Linked DNA regions of Mus musculus: region 1 is linked to region 2. A link is a contact called in public HiChIP or PLAC-seq data. All regions are on one chromosome and are shown on one strand. Each heading gives the region's core, a stretch centred on a gene start, on an enhancer-like site or on the middle of the called end of the contact. The rest is flanking DNA. Distances are from core to core; before and after follow the strand shown. Region 1 overlaps Ptpn14 (protein tyrosine phosphatase, non-receptor type 14). Region 2 overlaps Ptpn14 (protein tyrosine phosphatase, non-receptor type 14).

The links. HiChIP or PLAC-seq counts read pairs in DNA pulled down with a chosen protein or histone mark.
Region 1: a contact with region 2 is called in an H3K27ac HiChIP or PLAC-seq map of epiblast stem cells. The contact joins two enhancer-like sites. A contact is called at or near these places in 6 of 484 Hi-C or Micro-C datasets (CD8 T cells, the MC3T3-E1 cell line, embryonic stem cells and 3 more), 7 of 115 datasets of contacts at active chromatin or transcription factors (double positive thymocytes, embryonic stem cells, epiblast stem cells and 3 more) and 2 of 9 other capture datasets (adipose tissue and pancreatic islet).

The regions. Positions count from the first base shown.
Region 1 is chr1:189,827,950-189,833,370 of GRCm38.p6, forward strand. Ptpn14 (protein tyrosine phosphatase, non-receptor type 14) reads left to right here. Exons shown (of 19, transcript NM_008976.2): 6 at 4,779-4,849; 7 at 5,369-5,421. It overlaps Gm26574 (a long non-coding RNA gene), which reads right to left. Exons shown (of 4, transcript XR_003948568.1): 4 at 5,192-5,421. It also overlaps the pseudogene Gm30280. Among named protein-coding and RNA genes, the nearest start is that of Gm26574, 7.7 kb to the right of the region's middle. Within about 2 kb of position 2,987, at least 61 of the 459 cell types and tissues checked have an H3K27ac peak or open chromatin away from gene starts, as enhancers often do. A contact at or near this core is called in embryonic stem cells, epiblast stem cells and stem cell-derived epiblast-like cells, where this site is marked.
Region 2 is chr1:189,752,734-189,758,346 of GRCm38.p6, forward strand. All of the region lies in intron 1 of Ptpn14 (protein tyrosine phosphatase, non-receptor type 14), which reads left to right. Among named protein-coding and RNA genes, the nearest start is that of Gm51739, 23 kb to the right of the region's middle. Within about 2 kb of position 2,523, at least 81 of the 459 cell types and tissues checked have an H3K27ac peak or open chromatin away from gene starts, as enhancers often do. A contact at or near this core is called in embryonic stem cells, epiblast stem cells and stem cell-derived epiblast-like cells, where this site is marked.

The DNA.
Region 1 (5,421 bases), core at 1,737-4,236, 76 kb after region 2:
AGGAAAGCCTTGGAGATGACTGGGGCAGTGAGGACAGTGAGGGGAGAACAGAATTTGGGAAAGAGTTGCAGGTACTTTTGCTATCCCTTGTCTCTTGGGAGCGGAATTATGTGCCTGAGACCCACGGCCCCAGCGGAGTTAGAGTTCTTGGGTTGTGCATGGTTGGCACCTTCCGTGTCGAACAGAGATTGTTCCATGTGTGGATGTGGGTCTAAAGGCAGAGGGTGCAGCTCCCAGGTCCTTGTGCCGTTACAGGGATGGTTACAGGAAAGGAGACCGTTGATTAGGGAAAGACACAGAAGTGTGCTACATCCCAACAGTGGTCTGTCTCCCAGAGGGGCTCAGCAGGTCTGCAGTGATCCTCTATTGTTACTAATATAATGTAATATAACATATAATTTGTATATTATATATTATATTACTCTATTATATAATATATTTATTATATAATTACATATTGTATGTAATAAGTATGATATAATATAATGTGAGCTCCCAAGGACTTACAGACACAGATTTCTCAGAGCATGCGCCCTTAGCTGAGTGAAGCTCGGGTGGACGAAGGGTCACCAGTCTCTCTACAGTTGCGCTTTTCCTTGTGATGGTCTCTGGAACCTCCTCCTCCATCGTCGTCCATTTCCCTGCCTGAAGACCTTTTGCTGGTGGGTGCGCGCATGGAGTCTGGATAGGAGATACAGTTTAGATACCAAGAGAGACATTAAAACACAAAAGCAGACTCCAAAAGTTGGTTGGAATAAATAAAACCCGCTTCCTCTGTCAGCATGAAGGCCTGACTTTGGTCTGTAAAACCCACAAAAAAGCTGGGTGCTATGGCATGTGCCTGTATCCCAGCAGTGATGCACTGGGGAAGCAGAGACAGGCAGATCTCTGGAAGCTTGCTGGCCTGGTAGCCTAGCCAACTCAGCAAAGCTCCAGGGTAGGAAGAGATCGTAAGGCAGGCAAAAGGTGGAAGGTACCTGAGTACTCGCATGAGGTTGCCTTCTGACTTCCACACAACATGCACTCCCATGCATGTGGGTGCACACACACACACAAGCACACCCATGCATGCATGTATGCGCTTGCATACACATGCAAGAAAAAAAGGCAAGAAGGCAAAGGGGGTAAGAGAGGGAAAGAGATCAGCTTTGGCGCTCGGGAGAAACTAAGCATGAGGTGATGAAACCTGGAGGTTTTTATTCTTTCTGGTTTTGGAGATTGGGGTTTCTTATGTCCATGATGTCAGCTCAGGGATCACAGCAGACTCCGAGCACGCCTAGTGCTTACCGTTGATGGAGAGCCTTCCAGAAGCTTTCCCTCTGGACCATGGCTCTGTCAGTGCCTTTGCCTTTGCCCTGAACAAAATCCTTCTAAGGAATCAGCGTGCCAAGTAGTGCAAACTGCCCGCTCAGCCAGTAGGCCCTTCTTCACAGAGTCCTCGCTCCACACCTGCCTGCAGGATAAGGGATTAATCTGGGTTTAAGACATGCCAGACAGTACCCAGTGATGAAAATATTTCCCTGGCCTTTTTGATATTGTTTTATTTTGAGGCAAGGTCTCACAAAATTTCCCAAGCTAACTTAGAACTTAATATGTAGCCTATGTTGACCTTGAACATGAGATTGTCCTGCCTCAGCTATCCTGACTCCCAACTATCAAGATTATTATTCTTAGGTCTAAGCTTGCTCTCTGCAGAATGGTTTATCATTAACTTCAGTGGATGTTTATATTCAAATTTAAATTAAAGTTAAATGAAGTTAGAGGTTGAGTTTTCTGTCCACACTGGCTATCTCTTACTGTTCAGTAGCCAAGTGTGTGTCTAGGGGCTGCTGTGTAGGAAAGATCAGAAGTGTTTTTATCCTCCCCTAAAGTCCTCTGGGAATGCTGAATAAGAAGTCGGTGGATTCCTGTGTGCATGAGTCTGGAATGGGCCTAGGCTTGGGCTCAGCCCTCATCTTTCTTCTCTGCGCACATATCCCCAGTCCATCCTGCCATGATCTGTCCTGGGTAGTCTGTGTTCTGAAACTTCACCACATACTTGCTGGGTGGTGCTGAGGCTGTATTGGGGTTAACACCCCTAACTGGCCTTATGACCTTGAGCAAATTAGCTGATGGCCTCATCTGAGATGAGAATAAAGCCAGCACCGTTGTGAAGATCAGGGAAACCATCCATCTGAGCTTGGTCCAGGGCAAGTTCTCAGTGACCAGTCATTTGGGTGTGTTACTATTAGAGTGACTCTATGATATGCAAATGAGTTGATCAGTGCCACTGTCTGCATTTTGTAATGCAAGCAGACAGGGTAAGCAGAGGGATGGACAAACTACCGTTAACCAGTTTGGCATAATCAAAACCTCTTGTCTAATAATACGAAAGTCACATGCCGTCCACCAAGTTTAGTTCCGTGATATTTATTGACCGCTTAGTTTGTCTTATGAACTTGGAAGGGTCATTTTGGAAAAGCCCTGTGACTGGCTTCCCACAGGATGGGAAGAATTGCTGCCCTTGAGGTAGTCATATTCTGTCAGGGGGATGGGGGCAAGGAAGGAGCTAGGGTGCTGTACAGATAACCACAGTGGAAACACTGTAGAAAGAACACCCAGAAGAGGTGTGGGGGGTGCCCACAGCAGAGAGGGCATGTCCAGGTGAGGGAAGGCACCGTGGAGGGAGCGATAGCTGACATGGGGCATTTCCCATTGCATGATGTACTGTGTAGTTCTCTCCAGAAGTGTGGGCACCAGTGTAAATAAAACCAGTAATGGCTGTGTTAAGAACAGCAGCTTGCCCGAGGCTCTGCACTCTCAGAGGAGGCGGTTTGGAAGGAACCACTGGGTCCCACTGAAGAAAGGTCCAGATGCCAGGCCCAGGTGTCGATCTCATTGTGCAAGCAGCGGGGAGCCATGGAAAGTTGTCAACCTTCAGCTAGGTTCTACCGGAGCTTTCAAAGGGAAGCATGCATTCTTCAGCTGGGGGAGGGACGCGGGATGAATGGCCCTGTTTGATCCTGCCTAGTCACTGACTTGGCAGATGGCATTTCTTCAGCAGAGAAGAGAACAAAGTACACAGACGGCCCACAGGTGTGTGGCTGTACCGCACTCCCTGCCGTTTGTTATCCAGCACTGCCACACTCTTACACATCTCTGGGGTGTGCAAGCCTCACCTCGCCCCGCCCCTCCCCCCACATATGCACAGCTGGAGACACGGAGCTGCAGATAGAAGCAGGAGGGTACTTTGGGGCCCTTTCAAAGTCGGAACAGGAGGTTTAGTGAAGCCCTTTGATCTTCAATTCATTCTCTTCCTTTGTGCCTCTTAGAATTAGCCAGCACCTGGTATGGCTGCTGCCTGAGAGGCATGGGAGCAGTTAGGGTGTCAAGCACACAAGACCCCTCGAGTCTCACAACAGGAAGCCTGTTTATTTCCTTCCTGTCATCCCAGTGGCTGTCCAGAAGTCAATCAATACCAATAATAAGAAAGAGCCCTTTGGGGTTCATCTACTTCTCTGTTTCTCGGGCGCTTAGGGCCTTCTAGAATCCACAGAACAGAACTTCCAGACACAGTTATGGGCTCATTTCTTCAACTTTCAACAATACCAGTTCCTCACGTTGTTGTTTTGAGATAGAGTAGTTCTCAGCCATGTCTATTTTGGGTTTGGTGTAAGGGTTGCACCCATGTAGGCTTATGACATTGGAAGTGAACTTCTATATAAATAAATGCTATTTAAGATATGTGTGTGTGTGTGTGTGTGTGTGTGTGTGTGCGCGCGCGCGTGCAGAAATCAGCCCTGGCTATCATTTCTAGAGTGCTGGTCCACTTTGGGTTTTGAAGCTGGGCCTCTTGTTTGCCTGGAATTCACTCACTAGGCTGCATCTTCAGGGCAGCGAGCTCCAGGTTCCAGCCTTGCAGACTGTCGGCCTCCCAAGCCATCTGTTTCAGTTGTTCCCAGCACCCACGTCAAACCCCGTAAGACACCCAAGCCATATTTTCTCCTCGTGGATTCTAAGGCTAGACCTCAGGTGTTCCTGCTCACACAACAAGCATTCCCTCACACTTTGTATGAATCCGCCCGCATTTCAGACCCCGCCCTGTACCCTAGACAGCAGGAGCAGGGAGACGCCCTCAGCAGGACGTAGCTGGAAGATTTCTTGCCGTTACCTATGGAGCATAGAAGCCAGATGTGCATGCTTTGCCCTCTTGGTGCCTGACAGTCTGGGCATATCCAGTATGCCTTGGCTGAGGCACTAAGGAGGACATGTACACATGAGGTCCTGCAGACAGTCCTGTAGGTGTCCTGAGGTGTGTTCCAGCCCCTCCCATGCTGAGCAGCAAGTAACACCAGAAAGAGCCAGCTCTGCCACCACACAGTTTAAACTCATTGCCTGGAATTTTAGAGGCAGGCAAAAGGTCCTGGCACAGCAGATTCCAATGTTCAACTCTTAAAAATGATAGCCTGCATGGATACTCATTGGCTTCTGCCCTAATCATTAAAAAACACATACCCGCAGGCTGTGGAGACAGATGGACAGTAATGAGCTTGTAAGGACGTAAGTTTGATTCCCAGAACCCACGTAAAAGAAAAGCTGGCTGAGGAGGCAGAGCTGGGTGAGGCCTGGAGCTTTCTGCCTAACGGGTCCCATTGGCTATGGAGAAGACGTGTGTGCAACAGTAGGGACCATATACCTGAGCCTAGTCTTCTGGGGAGGGGGCGGGTGCATCACTGGAGACACCTGTCAAGAGAGCCACTGTCAGACACCACCCCTGATCTGTAATCCTGTTCTTCCAGGATTTGGCCATGGAGGAGGCGGCTCTGGAGGAGCTAACCCAGAAGGTGGCCCAGGAACACAAAGCTCATAGGTAAGGCAGGCGGAGTCCGAGAGCCTGTCCGGCCAACGCAGCACACATTCTGTCTCCTCCCAACTCCTGGTTGTGCTTCCTCCCTCCCTCTTCCTGTCCTTATCTTTTCTTCCTTACTCTCTTCCTCTCCCTCCCTGCCCCTCCTCTCTCTTGAAAATTTTTCCTTTCTAAAATTATGGAAAATCTTCATAGTCCTGAGCAAACTGGTATCTTTTCAAAGTAGACAACACTGTCCACAGAGGTGTGTGGAATAGTTAGTGCTTTTAAGGCTAGGTGTCTTAATTGAGTAACTTACCTTCTTTTTCTTATTTATTTATTTATTTATTTATTTATTTATTTATTGTTGAGTAAAAGGCAGCTGAATGCCAATGCCACAGTTGATAAGGTACCGTCCTTTCTGGTGGAAAGGTTTGCCATCCCCAGTGCCGCAGCTCTAGAGTTTGCCGTTAGGATCCTGAGGGTTTCCAGTCACTTTTGTACTGCTAACCGTTTCCTCCCGTGGCGCTGTTTGGATTGTAGCGGGATCCTGCCGGCTGAAGCTGAACTGATGTACATCAACGAGGTAGAGCGTT
Region 2 (5,613 bases), core at 1,273-3,772:
TTGGGGCCATCCTGGGCTACACAAAACCGTATTTTAAAGACAGAAAGAGAGAGAGAGAGAGAGAGAGAGAGAGAGAGAGAGAAAGACAGACAGACAGACAAGCAGGAAAGTGTTTAGCCCCTTTAAGGAGACACTAGCCTTGGGCTTCTAGCAAGGAATGTTTGTGACATGCTTGACCTCGGCCTGTGTGACCTGCAAAGGGAGGACTGTGACAGCATTCCAGGGACCTGGTGACACATTCATGCTTCTCTGTCAGGCTCCATCCACCAGGGATGCTCAGGGATGGAGAGGTGTGTATGGAGCGTGTACCACAGTAAAGTGGGGACCCGAAGGGCTGCAGACTGCACGACGCCTGCCAGGGCTGGCTGTGGAATCCTTGTTGGCAGCTGTGGCGGGTGAGGTGGACTTGATGAGGAATGCCAGTGTCCCCACCTGAGGTGGGACCCTTTTGCACAGAGGCTCTCATCCTTCCTAATGCTGCCAGCCTTTAATACAGTTCCTCACACTCTGGTGACCCCCCGATGTAAAGTTACTTTTGTTGCTCCTTCAAAACTAATTCTGCTACCATTATGAATCGTAATGTGAATGAATAGCTGATATGCAGGACATCTCATATGTAACCCCAAAGGGGTGGGGAGGCTCACAGTTGAGAATCTCTGCTTGTGCAGTTTACTCTGGTTTCCAGGCTCCTGAGCTCATGGGAATCAGGCTCTGTTGCAGTCTCCACTCTTGTTCTTGAGTCTTCTCTGCTGAAAACCGTGGGTTTTTAAACGTAGTGTATAAAGGATGTTTCCTTGTGACATTTCATACCTAGATAGCAGCATAGCTCACACACACACACACACACACACACACACACACACACACACACATGCATACACACATATGCACCCATGAGCACATATGCACAGACATACACACATTCACTCACACATGTATGCACGCACACACACACACATCCATATACACATGCTTGCAGGTACACACATACAAGCACATACACACACGCACAAACATACACATATGCATTCAGGTACATATGCATGCATGTATGAGTGTACCGGCACATACATAGACACATGCATTCACACATGCATACATATGCATGTAGGCACACACATATGCATACACGCGCGCATGCACACACACACATACACACACACACACACACACACACACACAGAGTTAAATCTATGCAATGTCTTTCTCACCCTTTACCCTTTTGTTCCCCCTCCCCACTTTAGCTCCTTTTCAACCCTGTCCTAGGCGCTCCTCTTCTGTCCTCCATATGCAGACTCAGGACTTCTTTCTGCCCTTACTGTCTATTTGGCATTTCCTGTTAAGCTGGACCGATTTCGTGAATTACCGTAGTCTGTTTTGAAAGGCAGGCATCTGAAAACCTCAGCATAGTTCACTGCTATTGTATTTTTATTGTTTTAGATGCAGTTTGTAGAGTCAACAACAAGAGAGACGGTGCCTGTAGAAGGAGTAGCCAGTGTGTGGTGTCCTCACAGGCCACGGTGGTCCCTGTCTGTGGTGCTGCATCCCTTCAGCTCTGGCTACCTTCAGCCTCTCACTGCTGTGCCACAGGGGACGGGCACACTCGGCTTCAGTTGCCCTGCTATCTCTTTTCATTCAAGTGTTGGTGATGGAGCTCAAGGCTTTGTGCTGTGCACAGTTGCTCATCCACTGAGCTGTCGCTCTCACAGGGCTTGCATTCATAACTGGTGCCTTAGCTTTTAAAGTTACTTTTATCTGTATGGTGTGTGTGTGTGTCTGAATATGTTTATATCTGTATGTGGGTCTGTGTCTTTATGTGTGTGTGTTTATATGTGTACCTCTGTGTGTTCGTGTGTGTTTATGTGTGTGTATATGTTTATGTCTGTGTATCTGTGTGTTTATGTGTGTGTCTGTGTGTGTATGTTTATGTATGTGAGTGTCTGTATTTGTGTCTGTGTTTATATGTGACTGTATGTGTCTGTGTGTCAGAAGTCAATGCCAGGTGTCTTTTATTTATTATTTATTATTTATTATTTATTATTTATTTATTTATTTATTTATTTATTTGGGCAGGGTCTCCCTCCGAATCTAGAATTTGTTGTTTTAGCAATGCTGGTGGTGAGCGAGCCCTGAGAGCCTCCGGTCTCCCCGCCACCCGTAGCACGGGGTTAGAGACGTGCACTGCTGTGGCTGACTTTACCTGTGGTGCTGGACATCCACATTCAGGTCCTCTTGCTTGCTCAGCAAGTACTTTCCCTCTACTGAGCCATCCCTCCAGCCCCTTATTTTGAATTTCAAACGACAGCTTTCCTAGAGTAGGAGAGTGCAGGCCCCTGTGGACATTTGTCATCTGGATAGAGTTGAAGAATCTTTCATTTAATATTAGACTCCAAGGGTTTGTACAAGCTGTGGCCTCTGCCACCCAGCAGACCTTTATGCAGGATGAGCTGCATGGGCGAGGAGCAGCTTGGTTATCCAAATGAGCATGCCCGGGCAGGAGGCGCGAGGCGGCGGCCCTGGCTTGTGCGTCTCTCCTTCCAAACTCTCTCTGGAATGCATCTGTAACTGCAGGAGATCTTTCCAGCTGTCCTGGAGGCTCAGTGCACTGTAGGCACAGAGCCGGACTGTGGGATGAAAAGGGTCTGTCCAGGTGGCTGCAGACTCAGAACCTTGGGGTGGGAGGGTGTGGAGATGTGGTTGTATCTGATGCAGGCCTCATCTTTTGTTTTGTTTTAACTTAAAAGCACTTAATAAAATTTCTGAAGCCATAGACTAAAACCATCATACCTAAAGTATGAAACAGAATTAAGGCAGACCAAGGCCTTTTTCCTGAGAGCATCATCTTAACCTCCGTGCTACTCGAAGGGAATATTTGTGTGGTCATTTCTCTAGTTTACCTTTCTAGTTTCAGTTCAGCTGAAGGGAACTTTACTTAAAACCAAAAAAGATGTTTTTAAATAACAGAAGTGGGGATGGTAGTGTGGGCCTTTAATCCCAGCACTTAGGACCTGGGTGGGAGGATTGCTGAGTTCAAGACTAGCATATCCCATATATTGAGTTCAAGGCCAGCCTGGGCTGTGTTTATCCAAACCTGGGCTGTATTTTCAGAACACGAAGCAGCAACTGACAAGGCTGATCTCTTTCCTGACTCTCTCCCAGCTGCCCCAAACCATGCTTGTTTTAGAAGAGTGGGTTTTCTATGCCACACCCACACCCGAACCCCCAGATAATAATTTCCATGGTTTGGTGCTAGGGCTTGCATGCAGGTCCTCATGCCTGCCAGTTAATTCTTCTACCACTGAGGCAAATCCCAGCCCCGAAATTTCCTAGTTGTGTTTTCAGTTATAGAGAGTGGAGTGAGGGAGATGGGGGTGGCGAAGAGGAAGAAGCCAGGGAGAGGGACAGCTCTAGCTTACTCCCTTGCACTGGGAGGCCAGAGCTCTCTGTTCTCAGCCTTAGTTTTTGAGACCAGGTCTCTCACTGACCCTGACATTTGTCAATTAGGAATCTCTGGCCGATCAACATACACGCTCCAGGAATCCATTTGTCTTTGCCCAGCTCCTGCCCACTGCTGGTATTACAAATGCTTGCTGCCATGCTCTGATGGGACCCGGGAATTGAACTTGGGCCCTCATATCAAAAGGATGAGGATCTGAGAGAACTTGACAAAGAAGTCTCCATGAAGGGGAGGGCGCAAGGGCTGGGAGCACATGCAGAAGGCAAGCCTTCCAGCCCAGGGTGTGCTCGAGAAGTCAGGAGGAAACTAATATGACTGGTGCCCCGTGGGTGGAGTGGGGTAAGATGGGAATTCTCTTCCAGCTGGGATATGAGGGCAACCCACGGAGCATGTGCGATTCTGGAAATAGGAGGATTTTCCTAGGAGAGACACCCAATGCATCCTGTCTTCCAGAGCTTCTCTTTGTGTGTGCGTGTGTTTTATTTCTTTGTATCGGAGTTAATCCAGTGTTTTCAAACACCAGACCCTGTTCTATTTCCCTTGAATCTGTTCCCAAGGAAAGTAAATATTTACAGCCCCGGTGGTAAGGTGTGTTGCTTGGGTAAGCGTTCAGGAATAGGCGACTTCACACGCAGTTTAGCAAACCGTGTTCTGTTTTTGTTTTGCTCCGCTGCTAATCAGGCAAGAATGATTTCGGCAGGAAAGTCCGTATCTTACCCAACCATCTGTCACAGGAATGCAGCGCCCTGGCAGCCGTCATCGCCTGATGAACACTCTCTGGGACTGCTCTCTTTTACCCATGTTCTAGGGGAGGCAGCAGTATATTTTGCTGGTCACTGCCTCCCTTGCAAAGGACCTTTCAAACTGTAGGCCTTAGAGGCAAAAGCCAAAAAAAAAAAAAAAAAAAAAACCAGTACAGGGAGCCCTTTCCAGCCCGGTCCTTTAGCTGTAAAAGGAGGGTGAAGAAATTAGGGGGCCGAGAATGATTTACTGCTGTGTCATGGGCCTTGTCCTCTGTGCACAGCGCGGTACAGGGAGTTTCCCATGAGAACCTGGGGATGAGGGTGTCGGGTGCAAATCTAGCTCTTGGTTGGGGGGGTCCAGTGTGCTTTCTGCCGTATGCTTTGGAAAGGGCTCAGGAGAACCTTATTAACTAACTGCACGCAGAGCTTTGGTTGAGGCCCCAAAGTTTCAGTCCCTTCTTAGTTCAGCCAGGAAAAGTTGCCTTTTGTCAGAGGTAACTGCCAGTCACAGAGAGATGGCAGCGTGTCTCCGGAGAGGAGGAGGAAAGCCCTTTTACGGGATTACTGATGTACTGAACAGTTTTGGAATCTCGTTGACTATGTGGGTTGTTCCCCAGATGTCATCTAACCCCTGGAAGAGGTGTGTTCCCATGGGAGGTGCTCGACTAGCCAGGGGTCCTTGAGGTGCACCAGCCTGGGATGTTAGGGTGAGAAATTGCTCCGTCCTTAGTCACCGCTGTAAACGAGGGCAGGTCGCTTGTTAACTGGAGAGACTGGGGTCCAGACAGGCTTGGGGTCCAGGTGTCTTAGCAAACTGCCTGCGTATATACTTCTAGTACCTGATTTGGGCGAGGCCAGGCTGAGAGCTCTCAGATCCTGTGTCTCATTCAGGGTTCTAATCAGTTTTGTTCTGATTCTGAGGGAGGCATTTATGGCAAGGTCCTCGGAGCCCTCAGTTATGTGGCGTTGTAGAACTGAATTGTGGGGTGAAGGCTTGACCTGGGGAGAGAGGACTTGATGCATATAGTCTCATTTTCAGATTTGTTTGGGGACAGAGTCTGCCCTCCACCCCCAAGGCATTATCGTCATGGCTCCACGGGTTAGGGTGCAGCTCAGTTATTAGGGTGCCTGGCCAGCTTTTGTGAGGCTGAGGTTTCCACCCCCAATATCGTGACGACCGAGAACGTGCTCAGAGCTGTAATCTTAGCACTTGGGAGATGGAGGCAAGAGTTCAAGGCCAGCCTATGCTACACGACGCCCTTAGCTCAAAAACACTAGTTCCCCCACTAAAATTAAATGTAAAGTTCTTTTGAGGGGACTCCAAATTTGTGTAATCAGACTCTGTTAGTATACTGTACGGGTCCCACAAACATCTGAGCAGCCAGCTGAACTCTCTCCCTGTGCCACCCAACT